Regions from separate parts of the Zea mays genome. Here region 2 is linked to region 1. A link is a contact called in public Hi-C data. All regions are on one chromosome and are shown on one strand. Each heading gives the region's core, a stretch centred on a gene start, on an enhancer-like site or on the middle of the called end of the contact. The rest is flanking DNA. Distances are from core to core; before and after follow the strand shown. Region 1 holds the start of LOC103635858 (formin-like protein 5). Region 2 holds the start of LOC100272836.

Region 1 (7,773 bases), core at 2,336-4,835:
CCAAAAGACTTGGCTCGGTGCAGCCAAATCTCTGCTCAGTCTGGCACACCAGACTGTCCGGTGGTGCACCGGACAGTGTCCGGTCTGCCAGGCTGGACTCCGGTGAACAAGCCGCTCTCGGGAGAATTTGGCAGCGTACGACTATAATTCACCGTACTGTCCGGTGGTGCACCGGACTGTCCGGTGAGCCAATGGCCGCCAGCGCAACGGTTGGTCACGCAATCCGCGGGCGACGCGTGGCCCACGCCAACGGTCGGCAGGGGGCACCGGACAGAGTCCAGTGCGCCAACTGCCACGACTCTGCAACGGTCGTCTGCGCCAGAATAGGAAGGAGATCACGCACCGGACATGAACGGTGGCTGTCCGGTGGTGCACTGGACTGTCCGGTGCGCCACCCGACAGAAGGCAAGGATAGCCTTCCTTGTTGGCCTCCAACGGCTCCTAGCTACCTTGGGGCTATAAAAGGGACCCCTAGGCGCATGGAGGAGCTACCCAAGCATTCACTAAGCATTCTAAGTCTCCCACACTCTGTCTCCGCGCACTTGATCGATCGTGTTAGTGATTTGAGCTCCGTTCTAGCTGTGAACTCTTTGCGCTTCATTTTGAGCTCAAGTCTTGGCTTGTGTGCGTGTGTGTGCTGCTGATTTGTGTGTGTTGCTCCCCAACCTTACTCTAGTGTTTTCATTGTGATCTTTCTTGTAAGGGCGAGAGACTCCAACTTGTGGAGATTCCTTGCAAACGGGAAAAAGAGAAAAGGAAGAAAAGCCGTGGTATTCAAGTTGATCATTGGATCACTTGAAAGGGGTTGAGTGCAACCCTCGTCCATTGGGACGCCACAACGTGGAAGTAGGTAAGTGTTACATGGCCGAACCACGGGATAAAATCGCGTGTCTCTTGTGATTGTTTTCTCTTTGATTGTCTGTGTTCACAAGAGCTCATTTCAAGCCACTTAACCGTTCTAACCTTCATAACCAAAGTTTTGTGGCTATTAGTGTTGAATTTTACAGGATCACCTATTCACCCCCCTCTAGGTGCTCTCAGTTGCCGAAGATCTTCCTGAGAAACAACCTGGTGAAGGCAAGTGTCTTCTGACCTATTATGTCCTACATACTCTATAATTCACTGTCTCGCATTACATTATTGAAATCTATGGATTGACTAGTCTGTATTTACATATCCTTGTTTACCTTTTGGGTTAATCATGGTTAGCTTTACACTATTGCTTTAACTTAATCAATGAACATGATGTGAACATTTATGATACGATGATGTTATCCTGATGATGATCTTGTGATAATTTAGGGGGCTCAGGCCATTTTCCTGAGTACCTCTCTGTAAGGACCTGTTTGTTGAGTGACCACTCGGGATAACAGTGCAACCATGAGGGTGGAATGAGACACCCTTAACTGATTAATTAGATGAACCTGGAGTGTAGTTAGCTTTGCCTGAGGGCCGTCAATGGGGGCCGGGGCGTAGTGCTCACTCTGCCAAGGGGGGGTGCAGAGGTTCATTCGATTTGGTTTTGTTAGTCACCCACCTTGGGGAGGTGTACTGCGTTTGTATGACTGACGAAACCTAACGAGCAGCTATGCACCAGGGGAGACTTTGTAAAGGCTACGTAGTGTATCCCTGACCATTCACCTCAGTAGTGAAGATCGGGTCTGTACAACCCAGGCTGGAAAGGGATCACGACTCGTGGGTAAAGTGTGCAACCTCTGCAGAGTGTTAGAAACTGGTATATCAGCCGAGCTCACGGTTAAGAGCGGCCTTGGGATCCTCTTTGATTAGAAGAACTTTAGATACTTCTATGATAATGGTTAATGATGATGATTATAATTTTGATTTCTAGTATTTCCTCTTGGAGGAGGTACATTTGGGTAATAACTGGGTTTATTACTAAAACTTGGCTCTACTCATAGTAATAAATACTTGACCAACTAAAAGCAACTGCTTAACCTTAACTCCACATACAGCTAGTCCACTTTAGCCAAATGGGACATTTGCTGAGTACATTGATGTGTACTCACCCTTGCTTCACAAACCACCCCCACCCCAAGTTGTCCCCATTGTATTCAGTGCTCAGGAGGAGATGCTGACAACATGGAGGACTTTGAGTAGTTTTAGGACTACGACGAGTTCTAGTTTTTTTAGTGGAAAACCCCAGTCAGCTGCCTATGTAGGCCTTATCTACTACGTTTCGTATTTCCGCACTTTGATGATACTAATGACTATGCTATGTAATAGACCTTGTGTATGTCTTGGACATCTTGTTGTAATAAAAGTACCTTTCCGCTATTTATTTTGAGCAACGTGTGATGATGTCCAATTATGTAATCGTTGTGTACGTGAGTTTCTGATCCTGTCACGTATATGGTTCGCATTCGGTTTGTCTTCTAAAACCGGGTGTGACACCTATAGGCAGCCAACACGCTTAGGCCTAGGCTTGATAGGTTATGAGTGGCCAGCAAGCCTAGGGGTCTATAGGTTACGAGCGGTAAGTGGACCGACTCGCCCTCTGTGGCTCGGCGTCGGCGTAGTTAATGTGACACAGTGGGCTAGTCCTGGTCAAGCGCGAAATCCACTCGAGTGGCTTCCCCTCGATCCACCCGACCCTACTTTCGGCTCCGCCTCGTCTGACCCTCGGCTCGGTGCCTCGGGTTTATCCAGAACGATTCATTCAAGGTGGACCTTTTCCTCGTCTTTCTACTGACTAGTGGGCCCTGGAAGGCCCGAGGATCATTTCGCGACACTTACAATAGCCTATCAAGATATATTCTAATTTTGTTGATAACTATTTTACTTTAGACTTTAGATCAACCTTGGATACAAATTAGAGTGGCCTAGAAGAACAAGCACATTAGACTAGACTCGCATATTCAGCCATCACAAAAAAATTTAATCGACTAAAACAAATTTAGGTTATAATAGTGAAGTTGATGTCTTGGTTAGTTAATCTGATATCAACAATAAAATCGAACCGGTGGCTAATGCAGTTTTCGTAGAAAAAAAACAAACAAAAAACAAAAACAAAAACAAACAGGCTTTATTATAAGATCTAATGCTTAAATAGTCCGCTACTGGTGCCGTTGCTATGACTAAAGTTTAGTTAGTATCGCAGCGAATGTTTGAATGCCAATTTCAATGATTAAATATAGTCTAATTGCACACTAAATGATGAGATAAACTTATTAAACATAACTAATTTATGATTAACAAATTTTATGGTAGCATCATATGAATGAATTATCAATAATGTACTAATTAGACTTAGATCTATTTATTTTCCACTTAGATTATATAAGATGGATTATGGTGAAAGAGTAGGAAGATAAAATATCACTTTGAGACAACAAAATAAGCCAAAATAGATTTTTTAACTTATTTGTGGCATCAAAATGATATTTTATCCACCTACTTTTTCACCATAATCCAACTTATATAATTTAGAAGTGAAACAAACAAACCTTTAATATATTCATATAACTGTTTAGTCTTTATATATGTAATTAGCTTTATAATTAGACTATATTAAATATTTGTAATTAATATTTAAACATTTTTGGGCCCTTCAATCCCCTCTAGCACTCTTTTCCCAAACAAACCCCTCGAGGGAAACATATCCATCGCTCCCAAAAAAAAAAAATACTGTTGGATTCTGCTTCAGGCTCAGCCGCCCAACGCCCCAACCCTACCCTGCCTTTTGTTCTTCCGTTCCATCGCCACCAGCCTGCGCGGAACCCCCCACCCTCACGACTGGGCCGGCCGTCGCTAACGCCTTCGGTGCCCCTTCGCCGGCGACGAGCACCACCAGGTACGCCCTCACTTTGGTCTTCCCTGCCTGCGGTGCGAAGACGTGCGCCCAAACCCTAACTTACTATTCGTAGGTACGCCCTTCCCTTTCCCTTCCTGTTGTGCGAAACCGTGCGCCCAAACCCTAACATACTATTTGTTTTCCCTTTCCCTGCTAACTTCGATTGCTTTGCAAAAGCTTATCGGGTGTACATGTGTACACCCAGTTACCGCCCCTGGCTGCGATTCCCTTCTGTGTTTCGCCAGCGCTTCGCGCCATTTGTTTGCTGGCGAGGGATATAAGGCTGTTACATTCAAATATATGTGGATATGTTCTTCGATTTTTGTTTCTTTTGCGGTTCTCTTGGAATCCTGCGATTTAGTAGGTGCCTTTTGGTGCCCTATACAGTGAAATGCATTTGATTGGTGTTTGCTACTGCCAACTTCGGCGGAGCGTAGTGTTCCATTTGTGACCAATCTATAGCAATATCATCAGCTATTATAATTTATGGTTCACAGTTGTATTCTTTATCATTTTGTTATGCATTATGTCCATTGTTTTGTCCAGTAAATTTGCAGAAATCAAGATTATTTTTTTGTATTATATACTATATAGAATGGATAGTTCTGTTTGATCAAAGCACATCATGTAACTATTGCTTTCATTACTAGTTCTTTACCCCTGTGTTATGCTCAAATTGTTGAATAGAACTAATAGCGTGTTATGCTCAAATTATTGAATAGAACTAATAGCGTGTTATGCTCAAATTATTGAAAAGAACTAATAGAATGCAAGCAACCAACTTAATACTGGGAGTTCTATAGCATGCTTAGTATTCAGTAGTCCAGGAACTTTTGCTTTTGCAGTAATTGAATTTCTTGTTTAGTTTAATATGATCTTATTATTCTTTAGTGGCCTACTATTATTCGTTTCATATAAAAATATTAAGGTTATTATTATTTGATCTAGGTGCATACACATTAACTGGACTCCATAGGCTTTTATTGATGATTTAGTCTGTTTACCTTTTTTCTCAAATGGAACACATTTTCTACTTGGGCAAGAATAATTTGGTGAGTATAATTTTTTGGAGGTCTGATAATGTGGAGCCTGATTTGGTTGTTTCTTCTGTTGGCAGTCATCATGTCATCATATCCTGTTCTAAACAACCGACCAATCGATCAGTGGAGAGTTACTGATCTGAAGGATGAGCTCCGTAAAAGGAAGCTTCCTGTTAAAGGTTTGAAAGAGGAACTCGTCAAGAGACTCTCTGACTCCATTCAGAGTGAAAGAGAAGCTGACGAAGCTGATGAGGATGTGGGAGTGAATGTGGATGATCAGTTGCCTGATGCCAATGCTATTGAGGAAAATACAGTTACTGTTACAGAAGTTCATCAGGAAACTGTGGTTGATGTCACTCATCAAGTTGAAGTTCCTACAACCGAAGTTGGTCAAGAATCCATAATTTCTCCCACTAGAGGCCCCCCCAGTGTTGATGTTGAAGAGGCCTCAACAACCAAAGGAAAAGTACCTGAATCAGTTGCTCGAGGAAATTTGACATTTGAAGAAGTGCAAGTGCATACTAAAAGTACTAATGAGCCTCTTCATGAGAAGACCACAGATGTTGACACCAATGATGCAGTCGATGTGAATTCAGACTTGATCCCTGCTGAAGTCAAGTTTGGTGCTACAGAAGCAAGCAAAATTGAAGAACAGGATTTTCCCCCAGCGCCTGTAGATGACTTAACTTCAGATTCTACTGGTCCTTTGGGTACTGATGTTGTCACAGCTGCAACTTCAGGTGCTGGCCCTATGGATACTGATGTTTTCATAGCTACAACATCAGATGCTGGTCCTATGGATACTGATGTTGTCACAGCTGCACCAGTTAGCGACGAAGGGGAGAAACTGGCACCCAAGGATGCTTCGGGTAACAAGGTGTCAATGCATGATGAAGAGCAGAATAATTCTGATACCATGAACGAGGACTGCAAGCCCATCATATCACAATCAAATAATCAGGTACCCGAGGTTAGTCAAGATTTAGGGTCTCAAATTAAGTGTGAGTCGATTTCTACTGATAATCTATCAACTAACAAAAAGAATAATATAGAAGGTAATTTAAATGCTAATAATTTTGATTTAGAACTAGAGATTCAGCCGAAGATGGTCGAACCATCATCCGGCATTACTCCATTAGGTGGAGATTTGCAGCCATTGGATGATGACAAAGAGCTGGTTAAGAACCAGACATCTTTGGAAGACATAGATTCCACAGATAATGTGGACTCATACAAGAAAGATAGTCCTGAAGGTGGATCTCCAGAGAAATTAAATCTAGACAGGAGTTCAGGTGATGAATCAATGGAGGAGGATACTGTGGAAATTAAACAAGATGAGTCCAATATGAAATCTGATGATCTCGGAGGAAAGAATGAGTTTAACTCAGAAGATGTGAAAGAGGTGATCCTCCCTGATTCTGTTGTTGAGGCTTCCAAGGAGGCTATGGCTGAAGAAAAGTCAGCAGCTTCAACAGAAAAGAGGAAACTTGAAGGTTTGTTTCTCTCACTAAGTTTTTTCTGCCTTCAGTGTGCATGCTTTATAGTTTTTACCTGGTATAAAGTACCCATCTTGAGTTATAATCCTTACAATTCTAGTGAACATGCAAATGCTTCACACATATTTATCTTTGCAGTTTTGCTTTGATATGCAATGACTTTGCAGCAATTAGGAACCATTAGGTTTCTGTTGGAATTTGAAAGATCATGGCGATGTCAACAGGATCATTCAAAAGGAAAATACCTAGAGTAATCACATTGCTTCTCTAGTAGAAATTTGGTGTCTTAAAATGCTTTATTTCCTTTAATCTTTATATTTGTGAAAACCAGTTAAAGCCTTCAATATGAGATAATTTGGTCAACGGTTATATAATGCACACCTTGCATTGAGCTTAGAATCATTTAATGTTTGTTTTTCTTTTCATTGTTGGTTCCATCTTTTATAATTTTGCTTTATGCATGGATGTAACAAGCATATGATCAGCTGGACATCAAGTTTTTGAAATTTGGATTTGGACATAGTCAATGCTAACTCCTTGCTGAATGCGCAGCTGAAGAAGGTGTTGCAAGCACTGAACCAATCAAGCGACAACGTCGGTGGACTGCAGATATTGCCAAAGTTTCAGGGAGACAAGCATTGAGTCAAACTGGTCCTGAAACTCCTAAGGAAAGTTTTCAGCCTGCTTTCAAACGATCTTTTGGGAGGTCTGATTCAACAGCCAGTGTAGATTCTCCTAAGGAGCGGATTGGTGAGTCAATTGGCTCCTTGTAGGACCTTAGTTTCTGTATCTGTACGCTTCATGAGTGACTATCTGTTAACCTTTTTTTTTATTTGTGTTGTAGTACCACCTTCCGAGAAACCTCCCACAACTTCTTTGAGAATTGACCGATTTGTACGCCCATTTACCCTGAAAGCTGTGCAGGAGTTTCTTGGTAAAACTGGATCTGTACAAGACTTCTGGATGGACCATATCAAGACTCATTGCTATGTTACAGTATGTTTTCTTTGCTAAACCAAGATTTTTGCTATCTTAACTTTGTTGTTTATCACATCATCTTGAAATGAAAAACCAAAGCTGCCATTTCACCTCATTCATGGTGCAAATTCAGGCTGCATGGGATGAACAACAGTAAGTAATAAACCATGCTAACTGATTACACCGCCAACTGATTGCATCTACTATTGTTTGTTTCGCGTACGATGGAATTGGATAATGTGAAATAGATACAGGCTCGGGCATTCAGCAGAGTGGTTACGCCCGATCGTGTCGGGTGACAAGCGCTTGCGCTTGCATCCTGTAAACACAGCATGAAAAATAACCTGTCTTCTAGTTGCTACGCCTGGAACAAACAAAAGAAGTAATCAATGATTCACTTCCCGTTGCAGATGTGGAGCTATTTTCTTTGTGTTAACATTGCCTTTAC
Region 2 (7,773 bases), core at 3,603-6,102, 190 kb before region 1:
GTACAAAACTATATTTCTAAGTTGATTTTTAGTTAATATAAATTATTTACGTGGAACATATTAGATAAATTGAATTAACAACCAGTCAACGACTAATAAGATCTCATTACTAATTATGAACGATTAAAGCGAAATGATTAACTAATGTGCGCGGATCGCGTGAGCGACGCAGCGCGAACGAACGGTGACGACGCGCACAAACCGCGCACGAGAAAGGCAACAACGATACGTGCGAACGGCGCGAACGCGCGCACGCCCAGGGGGTAGACGGGGGGTGCTACTGGCTGGCGACGCGTGACGAATGACGACGATATATATTTAACGTGCGCACAAGATCGCTACGCGGTTAATGTATAATTAATTAACCAACCTAGTCGACTTTACGCGAGGAATAATAATAATGCCCGCAAAACGCGCGACGCGGAATTAGTACAAACGACGCGCGGGATGAACTATAATCTAGTTTTAATTAGAAGGTCATAAGTATTGAATAAACCACTAATTAAATAATTAAAACTTGCGACGTGACAATATAATAATTCTAATGTGTGCACGATATCGCAGACTTGTGCATAAATAAATGCAGACTTTCAAGTGTAGCAAATTATTTATGCGAACTCATAAATATGGACGTTTATTACCTATACAGTCGAGGAAATTTTCGCGAAACGAGCTTCCTTCTTCCTCGGAACAACGGCTCTGGGCTTCCTGCACAGGGGCGGGGTTGCGGGTCGGACGCGCAGCCGCGGCTGGAGAGCCGCCATGAGTGCACGCAGGAGCCGGGAAGCCGTGGCCAGGACTGGACAGCGGCGGGGCTGTTGCCGTGGATGGCCACAATGCCGCACCGGGCCACTAGGCTTGGCCGCACCATGGCCGGCCGAGCCGCGGAGCTCGCGCGCGCACAGGAGGCGGCCGGGCGAGCGCGCTGGGCGGGGGTGCTGGCCGCGCCAGCCTAGAGCAGGCCGGGCCGTGCGCTGGCAACGCGTCGCGCTCGCGGAAGGGGCAAGGCAGGGGGGGTCGGAGCCGCGGCAGGGGCCATGGGAGGGGTCTGGGACGAGCTCGCCGGAGCCTCTGGCTCGCTGAGCAGGGCGGGCGCGGGCTAGGAGTCGCGGCAGGGGGCAAGCTGCCGTGCTGGCCGAGCACAGAGGGGAGGGGAAGAACGCGTGGGGATGGAGGGAGCAGCCAGAGAGGAAGAGGAACAAAGGGAGAAGAAGAGGGAGTGGCATGGGCGGTTGGGATAAGACGTGGGCGATGTGGGGCGCGTCGGCGACTGAGAGCACGCTGGGCGTGGCGGCTGTGCAGGGGGCGGCTTGAGCGCTGCGCGCGCTAGGGCGCGGGATGGGCTGCCCGCAGCTTGCTGCGCCTGGGCCGTGGGAAAGGCTGGCTGGGGCGCTCGCGGCGTGGGCCGGCCAGGGGAAAAGCCGAGCTGGGCCGGGGGGGAAGGAGGGGGGCGCAGGGGACAGCTGGGCCGAGGGAGCCGGGCCGCCGAGAGAGAGAGGAGGAGCTGAGGGAGTTTTCCTTTTATTTACTTCTCTTCTTCTCTCTTTCTTTTGTTCTTTTTGAAAACACGTTTTAGTTTTGAATTCAAATTCAAACATGTTTCCTAAATTTTGAATAAATGTACCATCACAAAAGAAAAACATGCCTCGACATGCTATGCAACCATCAAGGACCCCCTTTTTAGTGTTTTACTTTACTAGGCTTAAACTTATATAAAACAGAATAATTCTCCATTTTTAGTAAAAAGAGAAAGGAAAACGAAGAACTGAGAGAGTAACACCTAAATTTGGTGGATATTAGAAAAGTAATTGTATACCCTCAAATTCAGGGTGTTACAGTTCGGTTGAACGATAATGAATATGGACATACATACAGACTACATATTCACATAAATTGACTAATGAATGTGTGTTTAGCCTAAAACGAATTATATTTTGGGTCGGGGAGTATTTATTAGCTCCATATAATATGATCAGGAAAATTCTACACTAATTTCAGAGACTTTTCTGAACTGTTCACTATAGTAAAAGATAAAAATTTTGACAGCCCAAGCCGTTGGAAATAAACCATAAACCGTCAGACATAGCTTATGTCCGACGGTCACCGACTTATATATATCCGACGACGCCTGTCCCTCGGTTGTAATGGGTCAGAAATAGCGCTCTATGTCCGGCGACCGTAAAGGGTCGTTGCCATTTACCATAGTTAACGGTCGTAATTATCACTCGTGGGTCCCGCAGGCATTTTGTTCGACGACTCTAGTCAAGTCGTCGAACATAAGACCGTCTTATGGCCGACGGCCTCCAGTGGCCCTCGGACTTAATTCGTTCTTATGTCCGATGGCTTGAATAAAGCCATCGGACATAAGACTTTTTAGTAGGGGCAAAAAATTCTATTTTCAGCAAGGACTTAATTCATATTTCATGCAAAGAGCTGGCGGAAGGCTGTATGGAACATCAAAAAAGGGCCAGCATGAGTAAGACAATGCAGTTAGATTGAAAGGTGAGAAATCATCTGTTGCCAAACCGAAGTGGATATTCCGCACTTCGTCAGCAAAGCTGGAATCAAAGGCATCTAGTTCCTTCCATGCATCTATACCAGTTGGGTGTGCCATGACATCGAGATTTTCACGTAGCCTTCTTTGTGCCACCTCATGTGTCTGCCTATATTCTTGGAGATAAACAAATGTTTCAACCGAGGTATAAGAGGCATGTAACGAAGCTGCTTACATGCTACCTCGGTCGTCACGGTCAAACCATCGTCATTTTCAACCTCTACGAATCTACGCTCACCACATACAATACACTTCTTCTCGCTCGCGGTCTCCTTCTAGTAAAGCATACAATTATTGTCACATACATCGATTTTTTCGTAGTCCATACCGAGACCCGAGAGCAACTTCTTGGACTGGTACATGTCCTTTGGCATCTTGTGATTCTCCAGAAGTACATCATTGATCAAGTTCAAAAGCTCCTTGTAGCAGTTGTTTGAGAATGCAAAATTGGTATTAATAGCCATAAGTCGAGTCACTTTAGTGTGGTCGTGCAACGGCTCTTCGACAACTTTAAGGAGCTCGAAGAACTTCTGAACCTCAGGCGTAGGAGAATCCTCATAATCGGGGGGTTGACGGGGGTTCTCGGAATCGACGAGTAGAAGCTCATGGCGTACATCATCAAGCATCTCTTTCATCCTATCGTAGTCCCCCTCTTCATGCGACTGAACTTTTGATACAATAGGAGGAGGTGGATCCTCACCATGGTGCACCCACACCTCATAGCCAGGTATATAACTATTATTACAAAGATCTATCGACGTGATCCTGTTAAGGAAATAAATGTTCTGACACTTTCTACAAGGGCACCTAACATTGGTTACAGTCTCTGACTGAGCAAAAGCATGGTCGAGAAACACGTCAGTCTTGGCAACCCACTCACTTGTTAGAGCACCTCTCTTCTTCCAACCTTCATACATCCATCGACGGTCCTCCACCATACTAGACGTTAACTTGATTAGTTAAGTAAATCACGCCCCTACATCTATAGAAAAGGATAGGTCCTAAATCCACCCAGGATGACCGACAAGCCTGTGTTTATGACAAGGCATGTGCTCGTGCGAAATTTCGACAACATAACCCTGTTGTTCTCCACTCGCACGCTTGAAAAATGGTGCAATTGGAGAACATAGGGGTTATAGTGCCAAAACTATACAGGGACACATGCCTTTATCATAAACACGAGCAATGTCGGTCACCCCGAGGTTGTCCAATAAAGGGACAATTCCAGCCCAACACACATCAGATGCGTCACATGTGAGGTGTGTTGGCCCGAAACGGGTGACGTGTAGGTGTCGTTTGATGACACTACGATACACTACGAATAACTAGAACCATCGTACATTATTATATAATTCAACTAATAAACCACCAATAAAATATTATATACGAAAAAACATTGTTACGGGACCATAAATCATATAAAATGACCTTATTTTGGGGGCGGAATTAAACCCTAGGAAATTAAAAGTTTAAATTATCTAAGCACCACTAAATAAACTAAAACAAGCTAATTTAATTACATAATCAAATTCCGGTCGTCGAACATAACAAACTCAACAATATTTAATATACAAATAATTTAATACTAAAATTCATTTAATAATTTATACATCTACAAAATTATACTACAAAATAAAATTACTCACTTAGCCGATGGTGAGATCGGTGTGGCCGCTGGTGGGTGACGTAGGGCTGGACGAGCGTTGGAGCCGACGAGGCAGTGGGGGCGAGGTGGGCGCTAGCGTGGGCGGGCGCTGATGGCTCCGTCGAGGATGGCTCCCGCCCGGCGTAACGGCGGTGCTGGTCAAGTGGCTTACGTGCGAAATGAAACGGTACGGTCGGGCGCCGCGGACTTAAAATTCTTTATTTCCGACGGCTTGTATGACAGTCCAACGATCTGTCTGACAGCTGTCGGCATAAGCGTCTTGCCGACGGCTTATGACAAGCCGTCGAACGTATGAACTTATGTCCGACACAGATAAGGGCGGTCGTCAAAAAAAACCGTCGGACATAAGTTGACCGTCATAAATTTCCCATTTTGGTGTTATGGTTACTGGATACGTCATGTCTAAGCATCAGCGGCAAAATCGCCTTTGGCTGGTGAAACCGTTCCCCGGCTCGTGGAGCTGCTCAACAAGCCGTCCCAAACGGGCACAGCTTCGAAGAAAGAACCATTATTAAAACATTGATCGATTGATCGATTGATGCATGTGCATGGATGCTACGCTGCAGTCGTAGAAAAGCAGAACACTATAAATAAACACCAGGTTCCATCCGTCTCTGCAGTCACCCACAACCAATTAGCCATTGGCCAGCACAGCAGTGTATAGGCATAGCTACGTACGTGGGAAGTGGGAACGATGGCACTCATCATGCAGGAGAGTAGTAGCCATGATTTGCTCCAAGCTCACGACGAGCTCTTGCACCATTCCCTGTGCTTCGCCAAATCGCTCGCGCTCGCCGTGGCGCTGGACCTCCGCATCCCCGACGCGATCCACCACCACGGCGCCGGCGGCGCCACCCTTCTCCAGATCCTCGCCGAGACTGCGCTCCACCCAAGCAAGCTTCGCGCCCTTCGCCGCCTCATGCGCGTGCTCACCGTCACGGGCATCTTCAGCGTCGAGCAACCACCAGCAGGTGGTGGTGATAATTCAACCGTCCACACGTCGGACGACGAAGCTGTCGTCGTCTACAGGTTGACGGCAGCCTCCCGCTTCCTCGTCAGCGACGAGGTGAGCACGGCGACCTTGGCTCCCTTTGTGAGTCTGGCGCTCCAGCCTATCGCTGCCTGTCCGCACGCCCTGGGTATCTCCGCGTGGTTCCGGCAGGAGCAGCACGAGCCGTCCCCGTATGGCCTGGCGTTCCGGCAGACCCCAACGATCTGGGAACATGCTGACGACGTAAACGCCTTGCTGAACAAAGGCATGGCCGCGGACAGCCGCTTCCTCATGCCAATTGTGCTGAGGGAGTGCGGCGAGACGTTTCGTGGGATCGACTCGTTGGTTGACGTCGGTGGTGGCCATGGTGGCGCCGCCGCCGCCATCGCCGCCGCCTTCCCCCACCTCAAGTGCAGCGTGCTTGACCTCCCGCACGTTGTCGCCGGTGCTCCGTCTGATGGCAACGTGCACTTCGTCGCAGGCAATATGTTTGAGAGTATTCCACCTGCAACCGCTGTTTTCCTCAAGGTACCATCCGTCGTCACTGCTGACTGCTCCCTCCTCCATGGCTCCATTTCTCAATGTGTTTGCATTTTGAGATCCATGGTCAAACTTCAAAGTTTTGACTATCGTTTTGTCTTGTCTTGGGCGAGATGCCTCTCCCGTCCAAAAATAATTTAAAATTTTATTTTACAGTATAGAGTAACGATATCTATAACACCGAACATGCATACTATAAAAATATATTTTATGATGTATCAATGATACTAATAATAATGCTATATTTTAAAAGATTTGTTCAAATAAAATAGTTTGACTTTAGAACAACTCTATAATTTTATTCAGACTATGTTTTGTAGGGATTTAGATATAAATCCCCTCATAAAATATTTTGGGTAATCAATTAGAATCAGTTTATAAAACCGTTTTGTTTGTGTGGGTGGATTCCTATTTCCACAAAATGCATTTTATATAAACAATCGTATAAATGAAAATAAGCTTCAAAAAAATTCTGAACTTCGAGTGGACAAGAAAAAATTTAAATATACCCTATTATATTTTGTTGCACTTAGAAAATCATAATTTAAGAAAACTATGATCACTAGTGTATAGCAAACACTGAATCGTCCCGAAACTAGTCTAGGAACTTTTGACATATATGTATATAGTGCAAAATAGAAGAGTCCTTTCAAATGTTTCTAGAACAAAACACTATGCAACACTTCTATTTAATTTGGCAGCGATTCTAATGTTCCAATATTACCAAATGAACCCTTAATTTGGGACGAAAAAAGTAGAAGTAAATAGTTCTAACATCATAAACATACATGTTATTATCTTTGAATCCAAACACCAAGAACCCTTTTGTTCATCATCTATCAATTAACTTGATGAAATCTATGCCAGAAAACTCTACATGACTGGGGTGACGATGAGTGTGTCAAGATATTGAAGAATTGCAAGCAAGCCATATCTCCACGGGATGCAGGTGGGAAGGTAATAATCTTGGACGTGGTAGTTGGATATAAACAGTCAAACATAAAGCATCAAGAGACACAAGTTATGTTTGATTTGTATATGATGGCGGTTAACGGAGTTGAGCGTGATGAGCAAGAGTGGAAGAAGATCTTCATTGAAGCTGGATTCAAAGACTACAAAATTCTACCCGTCATCGGTGACGTATCAGTCATCATCGAGGTCTATCCTTGAATGCTTTGTGAACAAAGACCTCCATAATAAACTGAAGACCATGAAGGTGTTGATAGTATATTATGATTTTTTATTTGTATTGTACACTTGATTCTTTGAGTATTTGTAATGACAAGCTGAGTAATTGTGTTTTTTTGTTAATGTGGTCTTATAGTGCACATTACACATGATGTATGATATGTTACTTGCCCTCATTTTGGTGTAGATGTGTGTTGGTCAAGTAGTCGATAGGCAACTCTATTATGCTTGGCATCAATAAGACAACATGGAAGCCTATGATTTGTTGTGTCATGGCAACAAGGAAAATTGTGGTCTTGGTGAAAAATGCATATGTTTTCAGAATGTAACAGAAAAGGCAAAATCACATCGACTTGTGCACAAATGACTTCTGCAAGACAACTCTAATAAGTATGTGTTGGAGATTATTGAGCTTGGCCCATTTAATTTACAATAAAACCCAATTCTGTCTTTTGTCATTTTCTATAATAATCCAACTCTGTCTTGTACGATAAGTTGGAAACTAAATTGACTAGATCATAAGCTAGTCATTTTCTTTCTTCTTGCGCGTGTTTATCATGAGTCTAATCCCATATATAATTGAGAGGCGTTCTCCGTGAAAGAAATGAGAAATAACTAATCCACTACATGTTGTAGTTTTAGATGAGGGAGTCCTCAGTGTTGTGCCACCTTAGGGCCCTCCGTCCATGAGGGCGATGTGATGGTTGTGGTGGAGAGAGTTATCTTTGAAACCTCCTTCGTTTAAAGTACATGCATGGGTTGGGACAAATTAGATTTTAGGCAATGGATATGTGTCTACTCGCCGAGTTAATCTGCATTATGACATCTACGGAC

What was found. A called contact is a pair of places that touch in the nucleus more often than the background predicts.
Region 2: a Hi-C map of ear shows a contact between it and region 1, with 2.8 times the contacts expected there. The contact joins the promoter of LOC100272836 here to the promoter of LOC103635858 in region 1. A contact is called at or near these places in 7 of 25 Hi-C or Micro-C datasets (bundle sheath, ear, leaf and 1 more).

Annotation. Positions count from the first base shown.
Region 1 is chr1:66,302,607-66,310,379 of Zm-B73-REFERENCE-NAM-5.0, reverse strand. It overlaps LOC103635858 (formin-like protein 5), which reads left to right and starts at 3,585. Exons shown (of 6, transcript XM_008658244.4): 1 at 3,585-3,811; 2 at 4,929-6,344; 3 at 6,900-7,097; 4 at 7,192-7,343. The coding sequence starts at 4,934.
Region 2 is chr1:66,491,387-66,499,159 of Zm-B73-REFERENCE-NAM-5.0, reverse strand. LOC100272836 reads left to right here and starts at 4,852. Exons shown (of 2, transcript NM_001147289.1): 1 at 4,852-5,739; 2 at 6,619-7,223. The coding sequence starts at 4,915. The coding sequence ends at 6,921.